Linked DNA regions of Pan troglodytes: all the other regions are linked to region 2. The links are chromatin contacts, called in public Hi-C and HiChIP or PLAC-seq maps. All regions are on one chromosome and are shown on one strand. Each heading gives the region's core, a stretch centred on a gene start, on an enhancer-like site or on the middle of the called end of the contact. The rest is flanking DNA. Distances are from core to core; before and after follow the strand shown.

Region 1 (2,963 bases), core at 174-2,673, 250 kb before region 2:
AAAGTCTCCACACACTGCCAGTGGCTCCGTGTGGGCCCAAAACCATCCCTGGCTGAGAAGTATTGATCTGAAGTGTTTGGGTTTTCTGGGAGCTTTCTCAGGTACTGACTCACTTGACCTTCGACTGACTCGAGGCCCAGAGAAGCTATATCGGTTCGTTAAAGCCAGCGGCGGCCAGCTGGCGGGGGTGGCAGTATTGGGGTGGGTACAGGGGTCAGCCGACTCCTAGTCCTCTTTAAGCTGAGTTAGATCACCTGATGAATACTGGGCCTTCATTTCAAAACAAAGATTCAGAAAATGAAAACAACTCAAAATTTACAGAACCGTGTGTGCTGCTTTGTCTGCCTGCTCAAACCTCTGAATACCAGGTGATAAAAGAATAACGATCTCACAGGCTGACCAATTAAACTGACACGTCTTGATGGTACAAATTTAAGTTTCAAACAATGTCACTAAGGTCAATGTACACGAGCCCTCCTCAAAACGAAACGGCCGCGTTCAAACCAGTCCTGACCCGGGCGGCTGCAGCCCGGCCCCGGGAAGGCTCCTCCCGGCAGAGTGCGGAGACCCGGGAGGCGCCCGCCACCGGCCAGGCCAGCGAGTCGCTTTGTTCTCGAAGCCCACCTGGGCCTAGAGAATTAGTGTTGCCCCGGAGCGGGTGGGGGTCCCCATAAGGGGGGTTTGAGTAGTTCGCTCCCCAGCCACCCGGCTGCGTGAACAGCCCCCCAGCGAGCGCACGGCCTACCCCCCGCGCTCCGCGGCCCAGGGCGGCCCTCGCCCGGCCTCTGCTCGCCGGGGCGGCGGCGCGACCCACGCGCCCGGCCGGGGCCAGGGGTGCTCAAGATGGCGTCGTCACGGCCCCCGTGCCCGGGGCCCCACGCGAGGCCGGGCCCCAAGCGAGGCGCTGAGTGGGGAGAACGAGCGCTCGCGGCTCACGCCAAACGCCGCCTCTGCAGGCACTCGTGGAGACCGGCAGCGGGGCCCGCGCTCAGCTACAGCCCTGACCGCCCGCGCCGCTGCCCCGCGCACGCCCGCGGGCGCCCACAGCGCCGCGCCCGGCCCCGGCCCTCTCTCGGCTCCCCAGCCCCACTTCCGCCCGCGTCCCCGGCCCCGCGCAGGCCCCGGCGCCTCACCGCGGTCGAGCCCTTCTTGACGGCCTCCTGCGCGTACTCCACTTGGAAGAGGTGGCCGTCGGGCGAGAAGACGGTGATGGCGCGGTCGTAGCTCATGCCGGCGGGCGGCGGCCGGGCTCCTTCCGCCGCGACTCTCAAAAGCGCACACTCACGGCCCGCGCGCACCCGCGACTCCCGGCGCCACTACGCCCGCGCCCCACCCTCGGCGCCGTGACCTGCGCTGCCGGCGACGGGCGGCGTCAGGCGGCGACGGGCAGCGTCAGGCGGCGGCGGGCGGACGTGATGGCGCGCGCCGGGGCGGGGTCAGGCCGAACCACCGGTGGCCGGGGGTGGGAGGCGGTGCTCCGGCGAGGGCCGGGCGCTGGGTGCGAGGGGGTCGCCGGGGGCCACCGTTCGGCACTGGGCCGCAGACCGTTCTGCAGGGCGGAGCGGCGGCGCCGCGGGCCCGGAGGCGCGGCGACGGCGACGGGGCGGACGAGCCCACGACGCGGCGCCCCCCGCGCTCCCGCCCCCTGCCCCCCCCTCCGCGACTGCGGATAATGAGCGCCTCGGGCCGCCCAGCGCAGCCGGAGTATCCACCTCGATGACCACGGGCTGAGCCCCGCGCCGCCACCATGTCCGTGGCCTTCGCGTCTGCCCGGCCAAGAGGCAAAGGGGAGGTTACGCAGCAAACCATCCAGAAGGTGGGCCGGGCCGGAGCGGCGGCGCTGGGCGGCGGGTCTGCGGGCGGGCGCGCGCGGGGACGGGGCGCGGGCAGCTGGCGGGCGCGGGGCGCGAACAAAGCCGGGGCGCAGCCGGGCGGCCGCGAGCCCCGACGGCGGCCCCGTGCCCTTCCCCGCGTCCCACGCCTGCGCGCCGGCGGGCACCCGGCCGTGTGGGGGGCGCTCCCCGGAGAGCCTGCGCCAACTTTGTTGGGGCGCGCGGGTCCCTCGGGCCGGGGCACTGGGCAGTGGGGGCCGGGCGGACGCTGGAGGCTGCCGGCCCCCGAGCGCGCTGTTACCCGCGTCCGCGGCGCGCGCTGGGAACTGTCCTGGGCTATGCCGGGCGCACGGGGACTCCTCGGGGCCGGAGCCGCGGCGAGGGCTCGTCGCGCTCCGCAGCCAGCTTCGGTGGCGAAGGCGGGCGGTACTCGTTTTCTGCGCTCATCTTGGTTAGTGGTGAGGGGCCCGGGTCGGCCTCCGGGCGCACTGCGACCGCGGAGACTGTGGCCGGGGCTGCCCCTCTTGCTCCTGGAGCGAGGCGCGAACGATGGAGGCACGGAAGGACGCGTCCCGATCCCCATTTGGGGGGCATCGTTACGCAGCCCGGCCCCGTAGGGAGCGCACCGCCCCCTCCGTATCCTCGCGGCTACGCCGGGTTTCAGCGTGACACCCTCGCCAGCCGCCTCGCCTAACAAACTTGACGGATTTGCTCCACAGCCTTTCTTCTAGCTCCGTAAGTTCGGCCTTGTGGTTTTCAAGAGACAGCGTTTACGTGGGTTTGGGACACCGTTATCCAAAGCCCTAAGTTGTGAAATTGAGACTTTGTATTTTCTGCTGTTTTTTCTGTAGAAGACAGATTCGGAAGAAAATCAGCATTAGCCACACCCGTTTCAGTTGTCACAACATCTGTTGGAATGACATTGGTTTTTTTTCCTAAACTCTGACTCCGTCTTCACCCTGGTGGGATTGCAGGGATAAACAGTGGTATTCCTAGGTTCCCAGGAGCCGCTTGTCTCCCTAAGGGGGTTCACCTTGACCTTGACTGAGGCTGTTATTCCTTGATGACGTGCCAGTCTCCTGTGGAAGTTGTCCTAAATCTATCGCCTATTTTGAGACTACCTTTGCTGTT
Region 2 (2,894 bases), core at 212-2,711:
AGGCTGAGGCAGGAGAATCACTTGAACTCTGGGGGCAGAAGTTGCAGTGAGCCGAGATCGCACCACTGCACTCCAGCCTGGGTGACAGAGCAAGACTTTGTCTCAAAAAAAGAAAGAAAGAAAGAGATACATGTGCTACGATGTTTATCACAGCACTATTATTTGTGGGAGCTAAAAATTAAAACAATTGAATTTGTGGAGATAGACAGTAGAAAGATGGTTACCAGAGGCTGGGAAGGGTAGCACAGTGGGAGGAGGGGGGCAAATGGGGATGGTTAATGGGTATAAAAAAACAGAAAGAATAAGACCTAGTGTTTGATAGCACAACAGGGTGTCTACAGTCAATAATGATTTAATTGCACATTTTAAAATGACTAAAAGAGTATAGTATTGGATTATTTGTAACGCAAAGGATAAATGCTTGAGGTGATGGATGCTCCATATACCCCATGTGATTACTACGCACTGCATACCTGTATGAAAATATCTCATGTGCCCCATAAATGTACACACCCACTATGTACCCAAAAAATTAAACATAAAAAAACTTTTTTTTTTTTGAGACGCGGTCTTGCTCTGTCGCCCAGGCTGGAGTGCAGTGGTGGGATCTCAGCTCACTACAAGCTCCGCCTCCCGGGTTCATGCCATTCTCCTGCCTCAGCCTTCCGAGTAGCTGGGACTACAGGCGCCTGCCACCACGCCCAGCTAATTTTTTGTATTTTTAGTAGAGATGGGGTTTCACCATGTTGGCCAGACGGGTCTCGAACTCCAGACCTCAGGTGATCCACCCACCTCCGCCCAAAGCGCTGGGATTACAGGCCTGAGCCACCGCACCTGGCCACTGAGTCTTAGTTTTCTGAGGCTAGTTCTACATCCTAGGATCATGTCCCCCGCCCAGAGAAGACCCCAACATAGGCCGCGCTGCTCCCTCCGTCTACCGGCTTGGAGCTTCTCCTGGCAACAGGGTTCAGGCTACTAACAAGGCCTTCCTCAAGACCCCACCCATAACCAACGACCATACTTCGTGGGTCCATCTTTGTAACATCTTTACTTCCTTGGAGCAAATTCCCAGGAATGGGTTTTCGGGGTCCAAGGGTATGCACCTCAAGCACTACGACAAATGCGGCCAACACGCTTCAGGGAAACGGTGCCCCAGTTTGCATTCTGCTTCCCCTGCCCTGCCCTGGGGGTCTGACTGGTGAAACATGGGATGGCAGAGTGGTCGGGTGTTTCAGATTCCACGGTGGGCCGGGGTCTTTTCCTACCCTCGGGAGCCGTCTGAATTTCTCCTCTGCCGAGTTCCTGCGGGTGTCCTTCGCCCACCGGCCCGGGGGAGTGAGTAGCAGGCACCAGGTGAGCAGGCCTCCGCTCGCAGCGGCTACGTGCATGGGCAGGAGCACCGCCCCACGCCCCAGGTGGCCGCAGGGTGAGGGGACCGGGGGGGCGGGAGGCGCACAATGGGGGGCACGCCCGTATCTCTAGCCCGGCCGACAGCGGGCAGCGAGGCTCAGTCCTCGCCCCTTCTCCCAGCTGCTATTCGGGGCTCCCGAGGCGCTCACAGGGGTCGACTGCGTCCGTGGGGCACAACCCAGGGGCCAGGCTAAGACGCCACACACGGCAACCACCCTCAACAACGACCCCCACGACGCCCCGCGCCCGAGGACCAGCAGGCTGGGGTCCGAGAACCTCCTCGCCGGAAGCGGAAGTGCGTCACGGCGACGGCCGGCAAGCACGCACAGCGCAGACTCGCTGTGGTGGCGTGACCCGGAAGCACTCGCCGAGGCCCCTCCTTGCCCGCCGATATCTCTGCCGGGTGACTAGCTGCTTCCTTTCTCTCTCGCGCGCGGTGTGGTGGCAGCAGGTGTGGCGCGCGGCGCGGGCTTCGGGCTCAGGGCTGGGGCAGGGGCGGGAGTGGGGGCTTGGACGCGGGGGACGGGGTGCGGGGTGCTGGGTGCGGCTGGGGCCGTGACCCTAGGGGCCGGTTTGCGCCGGGACCCGGGGCACGGTTCCGGCCGTACTCAGGGCGCCGCGCGGTGACTCCCCAGGCGCAGCCCAGCCTCGAAATGCAGAACGACGCCGGCGAGTTCGTGGACCTGTACGTGCCGCGGAAATGGTAAGCGCCCCCCACATGCCCCTCTTCCGTCCTTACCTAACCACCACGTCCCCTCGCCTGCCCTTGTTCCCCCACACCCCTCCCGTCCTTACCTTGTCACGTCCCTAACTTGTCCTGCCCCCGACGTTACTCTTTTCCATTCATATACCCCCAACCTCACTCGTCCCCTCTTTCATTCTTACCGCCCAAGTCCCCTCTGCTCACTGCGCCCTTTCTCTACAGCTCCGCTAGCAATCGCATCATCGGTGCCAAGGACCACGCATCCATCCAGATGAACGTGGCCGAGGTGAGCTGGGAGCCCGGGAGGCGGGAAGGTTGTGATGTATGTGCGGGAAAGGCAGGCTGTCCCCTTGTGGAGGAGCCCCTAGGATGAAGGTACAGGCAGAGGCTGGCTTTGAGGATTGGTGTTTCCCAAACCTGGGGGAGTGGTTTGTGATCCTTCTTCTCTTTCTAGGTTGACAAGGTCACAGGCAGGTTTAATGGCCAGTTTAAAACTTATGCTATCTGCGGGGCCATTCGTAGGATGGTGAGTGTTTCCCTGGGCTTTGCTCATCACTTCGGGACATCGTGGACTTTACCTTGCGCATTGGAGTGTGTGATGGTGCCTGAGTAGATTTGCTGGCAGAGTAGTTTGAGCCAGCTGGACTGGGCTGGCCGCCTGCCGCTTCTTGAGGGTGGAAGAGGGGTGCTCTGAGAAGACACTCAGGCAGCAGACTCTGCCTCTCACTAGGAGGTGCCCCCCCACCCTGCTCCACCATAGTCAGGCTGCAGGCTGCCCCGG
Region 3 (2,945 bases), core at 35-2,534, 210 kb before region 2:
AATGATTAATAACAGAATGTTTATTTAATGTGCTGTCGATTTTTATGTCATATTATGGGGAAAGTGATGCCAGCAGTTCCTTTTCATTATTCTATCTTCTGTCATATGAATGTTGAGCAAAGCTTAGGCCAACATGAATTGTTTGTGAAGTGTGGTTGATGGTGCTTTGTTTTTTTCTGACTACTTCTATGGAAGGCCAGTGAAGAAGCAAAGGAAGACATGAAAATTGACGCTCATTCTTCTTCCTATTGTTCCCTGACATCCAGCAAATTGTGAATTTGAAAAATGATGGCCAGTTTTCAGAAGTGCTGACAAATTCATATTGGTATGCAAAAGCTCATCACCCATTAAGGTTTGTTGTTGAATCAACAGTACTTAGCATATTAAAACAGTACATCAGAACTCATGCCAACAGTCTTTATGATGGGATTAAGGTGGACAAGATCTCCTAAGATCTGTGAATGGGATTAAGGTGGACAAGATCTCCTAAGATCTGAAAAGAAACCTTAATACGCTCATATGGTTGGAGTGTTAAGTGAACCTCTGATTTTGTCAGGGTTTTTCTACGTATAGGCTTGAATAGGGGGCACCCCTTCAAAACTGTACAAAGAAGAAGACTGTTTTCCATTTCCATTTAAAAATTTTTAGCCACTTCACTTCTATTTATTGAACAGGTCAAATTTGTCTTGTTATTTGTGAGTACAGTACATTTAAAAAACATCCTTATCGGTTATTTTTTTTTCAGTCGGAGTTTGACGTATAAATTGTTTATGCTTTTGGTGTAATCTCTTAATAAACTGGTTCTTCAAAAATCATCCTATAAAGTGAGTTTTCATGAAGTTAACGGGATTTTGGTGTGATGTGTTTTGCAAATACTTATTACCAAGACCCGGTAGATTGTCACCTCGGCTCCCGGGCAGAGTTCCCGTGCGTCCGCACCGGATTCCCCGCGGCGGCAAGGCGAAGCCAGGGTAAGGGCGGTGGGGACGGCGCCCCGGGGCTGCCCTGCGGTCCCCACTGCCTGCTCTGCGTTGCCCCGTAGCCTCCTCGGGCAACGGCGGTGTCCTCGTCAGACCCGGGAGGCTCCGCAAACGCCGGAGGGGTCAGAGGAGCTGGGGGACCCTGGGCACCGGGTGGAACGGGCGGGGCGGCTGTCCTTGTGCTCGGGCAGCGAGGGCGCCGGCGAGAAGCGCGGCTGCAGCTGAGCGCTCCGCAGCCCTCCTGCTGTTGCTCCTGCTTCCGCTACCAGGGACAAGGTCGCCTCTCGGTCCGTCGGCGTGTTTTCTGCACCTGCGCACTGGGCAAGCCTTGGGCTTCCGGAGCCAAAAGGCCCCGGAAGTGGTCGGCCGCTTGCGACGCTCCGGAAGTGACGTGCTCTCCCGAGCCGGTGAGTGCGGGAACGGGGAGCGGGGAGCGTGGGTCCGGGGGGTGGTCGCGGCCCGGGCGCAAGGAGGGGCCTCGGCTTGGGCCGCGGGGTACCGGGGCGCTGGGAGCGGGAGAGGCCCTGGCCTAGGAGCTGAGAGGCCTGGAGCGCTGCCGGGCTGCGAACCCCGGCGGGACCGAGCGCTGCGGCCCCGGAGTAGCGAGCGCTCGGGCGGTGGGGAGCGGCGCCTTGCTCCCCGGTCCTGCCCTACTCTCTCCGCAGAACCGCGTTTTGGGGTCAGAAGTCTTGTCAGCCACCCCGGTGGTGCTCTGTCACGGGATGGGTGCCGTGTGTGAGTTCCGAGTCAAGTTGTTAGGAATTTGCCTTGATCCAGCGCTCTAAGTATTAAACATTTTAAAGTGATTATTGGCAGTACACAGTTGCACAAAACAACAGAAATATGTACACATTTGGATGATAAAACAACAATAAAGTTTTGTATTGTAAACGCGCCTCAGGGAGACGCATTTCCAGATAATTCACTGTCCGTGGGTGGCTTTTGCCCAGTGAGCGGGTTACCCGTTCTATTCCCATTTACGTTCTCGTAGCTGTGGATACCGAGGAACGGCGTTCACACAGACCTGTAGGTGGGAATTAGAGGGGTTGTTGGGCAGTGTCACTAGAGAAATACCTTTCTTTTGTAAAGGGGAGGACCCATTATAAAAGGGGGACGGGAAAGGAGAATTCAAATTGTTTTAAACGCAGGTTCGTCCTCAGGCAGTTCTGTTTTAGCAGAGAGAACGTAGCAAAACTTGGGCAGAAAATGGATTCCTTTGAAATTATCCTGGCCTTAGTCCCTTGGGAAGTCTGTGTACGCGAACCTCAGTGAGAAGATTCCTGCCATAAAATGCAGGTGTCAGCAGCATGCCAGGGAGGCCAGAGGATACTGTGTGACTTTGGGCAAGTGACTGAACCTCTGTGAGTCTCAGCCTCCACTGCTTTAGATGGGCATAAAAAATGTAAAGTCAAGAATCAGGTTTCCGCTGGACGCGGTGGCTCACGCCTGTAATCCCAGAACTTTGGGAGGCCAAGGCGGGCAGATCACGAGGTCAGGAGTTCAAGACCAGCCTGGCCAACATGGTGAAACCCCATCTCTACTAAAAATACAAAAAAGTAGCCGGGCGTGGTGGCAGGCGCCTGTAATCCCAGCTACTGGGGACGCTGAGGCAGGAGAATCGCTTGAACCTGGGAGGTGGAGGTTGCAGTGAGCCGAGACCGCACCACTCTGCTCCAGCCTAGGCAACAGAGCGAGACTCTGTCTCAAAAACATACCCCCCCCCCAAAAAAATCACGTTTCATGCTCACAGGAGGATTTGAGGAGGGTTTATAAAGGGACCGTTTGCAAAGGCAGAGTGCAGGTAAATGACAGTTGGTCCTTTAGCCTGGAACTGGTGGCAGTGGAGTTTCTACTCCTGGACTCCAAAGGATCAGGGAAGGCAGCAGTGATCGGGACAGGGAGAAGAGTCACTGGGGAGGGCTTCTTGGACTGGAGGTGTGAGCCTCAGTCTGAGTGGGCAGGGAG

What was found. A called contact is a pair of places that touch in the nucleus more often than the background predicts. HiChIP or PLAC-seq counts read pairs in DNA pulled down with a chosen protein or histone mark.
Region 1: a contact with region 2 is called in an H3K4me3 HiChIP or PLAC-seq map of stem cell-derived excitatory neurons, with 3 times the contacts expected there. The contact joins the promoter of PSMA7 here to the promoter of RPS21 in region 2. A contact is called at or near these places in 1 of 7 Hi-C or Micro-C datasets (stem cell-derived neural progenitor cells) and 1 of 1 datasets of contacts at active chromatin or transcription factors (stem cell-derived excitatory neurons).
Region 3: a Hi-C map of stem cell-derived neural progenitor cells shows a contact between it and region 2, with 2.0 times the contacts expected there. The contact joins the promoter of MTG2 here to the promoter of RPS21 in region 2. A contact is called at or near these places in 1 of 7 Hi-C or Micro-C datasets (stem cell-derived neural progenitor cells) and 1 of 1 datasets of contacts at active chromatin or transcription factors (stem cell-derived excitatory neurons).

The regions. Positions count from the first base shown.
Region 1 is chr21:68,452,061-68,455,023 of NHGRI_mPanTro3-v2.0_pri, forward strand. It overlaps PSMA7 (proteasome 20S subunit alpha 7), which reads right to left and starts at 1,424. Exons shown (of 7, transcript XM_514761.8): 1 at 1,134-1,424. The coding sequence starts at 1,229. SS18L1 (SS18L1 subunit of BAF chromatin remodeling complex) reads left to right here and starts at 1,646. Exons shown (of 12, transcript XR_001712340.3): 1 at 1,646-1,816.
Region 2 is chr21:68,699,500-68,702,393 of NHGRI_mPanTro3-v2.0_pri, forward strand. It overlaps RPS21 (ribosomal protein S21), which reads left to right and starts at 1,462. Exons shown (of 6, transcript XM_016938253.4): 1 at 1,462-1,861; 2 at 2,046-2,113; 3 at 2,336-2,399; 4 at 2,568-2,639. The coding sequence starts at 2,064.
Region 3 is chr21:68,493,282-68,496,226 of NHGRI_mPanTro3-v2.0_pri, forward strand. MTG2 (mitochondrial ribosome associated GTPase 2) reads left to right here and starts at 1,285. Exons shown (of 7, transcript XM_514816.8): 1 at 1,285-1,387. SS18L1 (SS18L1 subunit of BAF chromatin remodeling complex) reads left to right here. Exons shown (of 12, transcript XR_001712340.3): 12 at 1-815.